Linked DNA regions of Hordeum vulgare: region 2 is linked to region 1. Evidence: chromatin contacts called from public Hi-C data. All regions are on one chromosome and are shown on one strand. The core of a region is the stretch at or near the end of the contact, and the rest is flanking DNA. Distances in the headings are between cores, read along the strand shown.

The links. A called contact is a pair of places that touch in the nucleus more often than the background predicts.
Region 2: a contact with region 1 is called in a Hi-C map of seedling, with 2.9 times the contacts expected there. The contact joins two enhancer-like sites. A contact is called at or near these places in 2 of 6 Hi-C or Micro-C datasets (leaf and seedling).

Annotation. Positions count from the first base shown.
Region 1 is chr2H:547,045,416-547,048,600 of MorexV3_pseudomolecules_assembly, reverse strand. No RefSeq gene overlaps it. Among protein-coding and RNA genes, the nearest start is that of LOC123427151, 56 kb to the left of the region's middle. Within about 2 kb of position 1,595, at least 2 of the 3 cell types and tissues checked have open chromatin away from gene starts, as enhancers often do. A contact at or near this core is called in leaf and seedling, where this site is marked.
Region 2 is chr2H:547,632,129-547,635,610 of MorexV3_pseudomolecules_assembly, reverse strand. It overlaps the pseudogene LOC123428618. Among protein-coding and RNA genes, the nearest start is that of LOC123427161, 100 kb to the right of the region's middle. Within about 2 kb of position 1,975, at least 3 of the 3 cell types and tissues checked have open chromatin away from gene starts, as enhancers often do. A contact at or near this core is called in leaf and seedling, where this site is marked.

The DNA of each region.
Region 1 (3,185 bases), core at 346-2,845:
GTGTAGATTTTTCTAAATATTTTTCAAAAAATGTTCTTGTTTTTCCAATTTTGTTCTCAAAATTCAGAAAATGTTCGAATTTTCGAAAATAGTTACCGTTTATAAATTTATTCAGGTTTATTCAAAATTATTCTCAATTTAAAATTTTGTTCTGAGGATTCAAAAAATGTTCGTGCTTTAAGAAAATTATTCATGCTTCCAAATTTATTTTGGGTTTTCGAAAGTATTCTCTGTTTCAAAATATAATCTTAATATTCAAAAAAAATTCATGCTTCAAAAATTTGTTCCCGGTCACAAATTTGTTCAACATTTTTAAATTTTTCTTTGTTTAAATTTTTTTTCTCATTATTTCAAAAATGTTCGTGCTTTAAATAAATTGTTCACGCTTCCAAATTTTTACAGTCTTCAAGATTGTTCCGTGTTTCAAAATGTTGTTCCTAAGATTTAAAAAATATTCATGTTTGAAATTTTTGTTTCCGGTCCAAAACTTGTTCACGGTTTTTTTAAATTATTCTTTGTTTTAAAATTTGTTCCTAAGATTCATTTTTTTTAAAGAAAATTGTTCGTGTTTTCAAATTTGTTTTGAGAAAACGTTTATGTTTTCAAAAAAAGGTTGAGAAAATCAATGTTTGTTCGTTTTGATTTTCAAAAAAGATAATAAGAAAGTAAGAAGAAAAGGAAAAAAAGAAAAGAAATAAAAAGAAAAAAGGAAATTATCTGTATTTTAGACAAAAATAAAAGCTAGGTCGGCCCAGTCGGGGCGAACCCCCTGTTCGTGCCCACGACTTCCTGCGCCCGAGTACGGAATTTCCTATTTGACGGTCTCTGCGTCCCGTGTCGAGGCTTCGCACAGGGACACTCAGCTATCGTTTCTGAATGGGCCCACTCATTTACATGCCAACACCTCTGGTTTTGGTAACCTTCTAGACGTTTCCTGCTCGTTTTTTGTTTCTTTTTTTTATTCTTTCTTGTTTATTTTTCCTTTCTATTTCTGTTTTAAAAATGTTCTGGATTTACAAAAAATGTTACGAAATTTTATAAAATGTCTCAAAATTTGAAAAAATGTTTCGGAATTTGAAAAATGTTTCAGAGAATTTCAAAAAATATACAGGAATTTTAAAAATGTTCCAGAATTTGAAAACATTTTTCAGATTTGAAAGAATGTTCCGGAATTTAAGAAATTTCCCGAAATTTGAAAACATGTTCGTGAATTTTAGAAAATTATGATATTTTTAAATAAATGTTTCGAATTTTTTAAAACAAAATGTTCCGAAATTTGGGGAAAGTTCCAAAAGTTGAAAAATGTTCCGGATTTTGAAAAAAAATCCGAAATTTGAAAATGTTCCATAGTTTGAAAAAATGTTCCAGAATTTAAAAAATGTTCAGGAATTTAAAAAAATGTTTCAAAATTAGAAAAAAAATCCGGTTACTAAATAATGTTCCGGAATTTTAAAAAATATTCCGGAATTTAAAGGAATGTTCTGATATTTTTACTGAAATGTTTTTGGAATTTTCAAGTGCTGGTCGCTTGGGCCCGCCCAGTTGGGGCGACCCCTTGTGCGTCCGCTCGGCAGTTGCCGCAACGAGCGGCGCATAGGAGGTCCCGTCGAGAACGACATGTAGGAGCTCCGCACTCCTTATCTAGCGAGCGAGCAACAGATCACTTAACGGTCCATGGCCCCTTAGCAGGCGCATGAGCGCTAGCCGTGCTTGTATTCTCACCATTTCCTTTTTCTTTTACTTTTTTATGTTTTAAAATTGTTTTAAATCTTGATCTTTTTGAAACACTGAACATTTTAGGAAATCTAGAAGATTTTTAGAATTCACCTATGTTTATTTTTCAAATCATGAGCATCTTCTACAAATTTGCGACTTTATTATATCATAAATATTTATCAAATGCATGAAACATTTACAAAGAAATTCACTTTTTGGAAACTCGTGAACATTTTTTGAAATCAGGAACATATTTCAATTTTTGAAAAGAAAATTACAAAACAAAATATAAATTTATAAAAAATGTGTACACATGATTCAAATTATTGAAATTCAAAACAAAATATTTTGAAAAAACAATGATTGAAATGAAAGAAATTTTTGAATCAATGAACTTTTTTGAACTCTAGAATTTTTTTGAAATTCCTGAATATTTTTAAAAAATATGAGTTTTGGAAATTCATGAATATTTTGAATATATGAAAGTTTTATGATTTCTCGATAAAATTTTAAAATCATGGAATTTTGTGAATTCGGGAACATTTTATGATTTGTTAAAAATGTTTTCAAAGTTTATAATTTATTTCAAAATTTGAAATTAATGTAAATTCTGAAATATTTTAAAGAATAAAAACAAAAATAGAAAGGAAGCAAAAGGCAAAAGGCAAAAAAATTGCGGGAATTGCATGTCCGTCGGCCGCGACGTGCTATGGTCGGCACCTCTCACCCCACTGCCAATCCAAAACACTCGTTGCCGCTCCCGTGCTCCCCTCAATAGTCGACAAAGGCAGTCCCGTCAGCGTCAATGCTATGTCGTGTGCGTCCGACGGTCGTCGTGGTGGATTCATTGCCCTCGGACTGGCGAAAGCCGTTGAAAAAAATGGTTGCATGTCGAAGAAGACCCCCGTCGCCGCCAAGTCTCAAGGAGGAGGAGCAAAGAGGTCTCCGCCCTACGAGGTAGCTTCGGCCGCAACAAAGAAGTCAAAGGTCACGGCTGGGGCTCCGTCGCCGACGTCAGCCGATGTTGAAGAGTCGTTGATGCCCATGGCCATCGCACACAACGTGCTTGATACTATGTCCCAAAGGTACAAAATTGTTTTTTCTTGTTGTTGATGTATGAAATGATTCAAACATGCGTTGATGTGTTCTATGTTCCATCACTTTAATGTAGTGTCAATGATGTAGCTTTGATAAAAATGTAGCAAGTTAAGAATTTGCTTCTCAAGATTATGAACTAACCCAATATGAAGGTGAGGATCTTGAGTTGGGTGATGAAGAGGAAGAGGGCTTTCTCGATGGACCAATGGGGAGAACCGCAAACTACACAACAAGTGAAGATGTGTTGATATGTACGACATGGAAGAAATTTTCACTTCGTGAGTCCATCGGCACCTGTTAACCCAACATCACCTATTGGAAGAGGATCAAGGAGTATTTCAATGAGAAAAACACACGTGGATATGTACAAA
Region 2 (3,482 bases), core at 726-3,225, 590 kb before region 1:
TAGAGCACAAAGCGGGCTGGCCCATGAAAGGGCACCGCACAAAATGGTAAGAAAATCCAAATTGTTTGCTCCTGCAATGAATCAAACTTGTGCCCTACACTGTTCGGCTAACCACTACGGCATGTCATTGCAAGTGATTGAATGCAGCGCTAAAACTCTAAAAACTGTTATAGCCGCCCATACATGATTTTCTTTAAAAATAGTTGAAACTTCACAGATTTCGGAAAACGTTCATGAACATGCAAAAAGAACGTTGCCATATTCAACAAAAGTTCAATGATTTTGTAAAAGTTCATCATTTTAAAAATAGTTCATGAAAAAAAAGAATTATTCATCAAAATCTTGAAAGAAGTTCACAAAACTGGAAAAGTTCATCAATTCTAAAAAAATGTTCATCGAATTTGAAAAAAGATTAATGGGATTTAAAAAAAGTTCATTGATTTTGACAAAAACTAATCGAAATTGAAGAAAGTTTAACGGATTTGAAAAAAGGTTTGTCAAATTGGGAAAAAGTTCATCGATTTTTTTCTCTCTAAAATAGGAAAAAGTTCACTGATTTGAAAAGCAGTTCATCAAATTTGAAAAACAAAACATCATCGATTTGGAAAACGTCCACGCATTTAAGAAAAGAAAAAGAGATAGGAAAAAAAAGTGGAGAAAACGAAATAAAAGAAAGAAAGATGAAAGAGTAAGAGAAGATTATCAGATCCCGCTCCGTGGCGGGGTGCTTATACCATCGAACTTCCAAGAGAGAGGTTGCTGGTTCAGTTCTCAGCGAGCGCAATCTTGTTTTTTGCCGATTAAATTCCCCGTTTGTAAAATACAGATAATAGACGCCTGAAGCATCAAATAGAAATTGCCTGTACTAAGCGCCCAGATACTGGATTCGAATATCCTCAGGCATTTATTTTCTAAATATCTTACATCAAAGGAAATAAGTGTAAAATGGGCATGCCCATGGCGGTACGTACACATGCCTCGTATCTCATTCATCGGGCCTGAGGTTTACATCATCGGTAAACTTTCGATGGGGAGATCGTGGCGTCTTCAGCCATGAGTGATGAGTCCACAAACTCCGATTCCGGACGCTCATGGACAAAATTCAGTAGATCCAAGTCGGCATGCTTGGATCTCTGCAGTCCCCTACTCCCCTAGCTAGTAGACCCCTAGCACTGCAGTACGTTTTCCATAGGCTCCATATCCCACGTCCTATTGATCACCGATTTCAAAGTGTCGGATCAACAGTCCTCCACCACACGTTTTCCATAGGCTCCATATCCCTACTCCGATTACGAATGATAACCCGACCGTGATTCGGAAGGAAGTTTGTGTGTGCATGCATGGAGGCTGGTCGATTTGGACTAGCGGATACGCTCCACCACACATGACATGACCATATGTGGGGTGCGGACTTGCTATGAGCCGACGCCATGCTTTGGGTCGTCTCAATGCTGGGATCAATCATTTCATGGCGATTTTTTCTTCTGAAAGTTTCGCAGCTGCCTGCATGCGCGGACGGTCTGGCACAAAGTGATCCATGGAAAGATCTGGCTTTATATATGCCGGATTTGGTTGAAGATCTCAGGCTCGTAGATGCCAAAAGAGGGCCTTTACATTTGCAGTGGAGTGGGCGGATTGATGGGCAAAGTTGGTGTAGCCCGGCGCGCATCGTCGGTCTTGGCAATTTCCTGCACAGGCGTTAGGGAATTAGATTCCGAAGCGCCCATCAGCACAGCATCGTCCTGTGTGAAACAGATTCAAGATGGAGGTAGCCCCTGGCTTTGTTGGCTGATTATTAGTCTCCCAGGTTGGTTGAGTGGAACCAGACAATGCCATGGGCAGTGGCTCCACAGTTTAAAGGAGATCCATGATGCATGATGCAGCATGGCGGCCGGCTGCAACAGTAGAGGGATATGCATGCAATGCATGGCTGGCGCCGCCCGGCCTGTCACAGTCGTACAGGTCAGGGCTACAGGGGAGAGACGTACAGTGGTGCAGCGTGCACGGCGTCGGCCAGTAGTACTTGGTGCCCGGTTGGCAGATCTGGAACACACGTTTTTGGGTCATAGCGGTGCTGCCGTAAATAGAAAGGCACGCACATAAAAACGTACGTCAGGTACTACTGTAGTAGAGTGGTACGCCCGGGGTGCATGTGCAGCCCTGCTGCATGCGGCGCCAGCCATGAGCACATGCTGTTGCCCGGTCTCCGCTGGTCCAAGCTAAGCCAGCGGTGCCCACACCCCCATTACAATTACCCGACCCGAGTCCACCACCAATCACGCACCAAAATAAAAGGCACGCCCATACCACGCGGCCCGCGGTATGGAGAGGGAAGGAAGGAAACTACCCAAGGAAGCTGCCGTATAGTAAATCCGGTTCTTTGTGCGTCTACGGACGCGTTCAGACGTGTCTACAAAGATGACCGTAAACTTTCGTCTCAAATTCATACCAAGCCATGTATACCCTTCGTTTTAAATATAAGACCTTTTAAAAATCATAATATGGACTACATACAGATGTATATAGACATCTTTTAAAATGTAGATTCAACAATTTTATTTTGTGTGTAGTCTATAGTGTAATCTTTAAAAGGTTTTTATATTTAAAAATAGAGGGAGTAACACATAAAAGTTATGTGATATTATATACCCCTTCGTTCCAAAATTCTTGTCTTAAATTTATCTATATATGAATGTATCTAGTCATATTTTAGTATGTAGATACATTCATTCCTAGACAAATCTAAGACAAGATTTTTGGGACGGAGGGAGTACTACATAGGTAAACCTAGCCTACTCTATTGATTGTCGGAGATGTAGACAACCTTTGTGCCGGCAGTTTCAGACGGATCTACCACCTTGCGGATGGCTGCATTACACGGCTTCGGCTCCTCGTCGAACTTCATTGCCCGCAAAGATTGTGTACATCCATGCATTGGCCTCGCAGAGGTAGCAACGGTTTGCCTTCACCTCCGCCTTCGAATGGATGAAATCCATGGTAGCGTGGTGCTCTGTCGTCTCCTTTGCTTGGACGACTTCATACTTAGCTTGTGTCGCCCATGCCAAATCTAGCTTGGGCAACTAAAAGCATCTCCTCTGCCCCTCCGCCTCACCTTCCTCGCCCACCATCGCCTCTTCCAGGGGCATAGCAAGCCCCAGGCTACCAAGGCCATGTCCTGGGGCGTGGTGGCTCGGCTGCTTGTTTACTGTAGCAACCATCACACTATTTGACACGGGTACTATTGTAGCTAGTCTGTTGGTTCGGAGCGGCATCCTCACCAGAACGTTGGGTTTCAACGGGTATTTGTGTTGATCTCATACGTTTGTCGGAGGTGATAGACCCATAGACGCATACGTGCCTTTTAATATTTATCTTAGATTTATGCGTTGATTGGATTGTCGTTTCTTAACGCTAAACCCCTGTAAAATATACACACCTCCCTTCGTCGTTTTCTCTAGCAACTGAAAATCGTATGTAGCCGG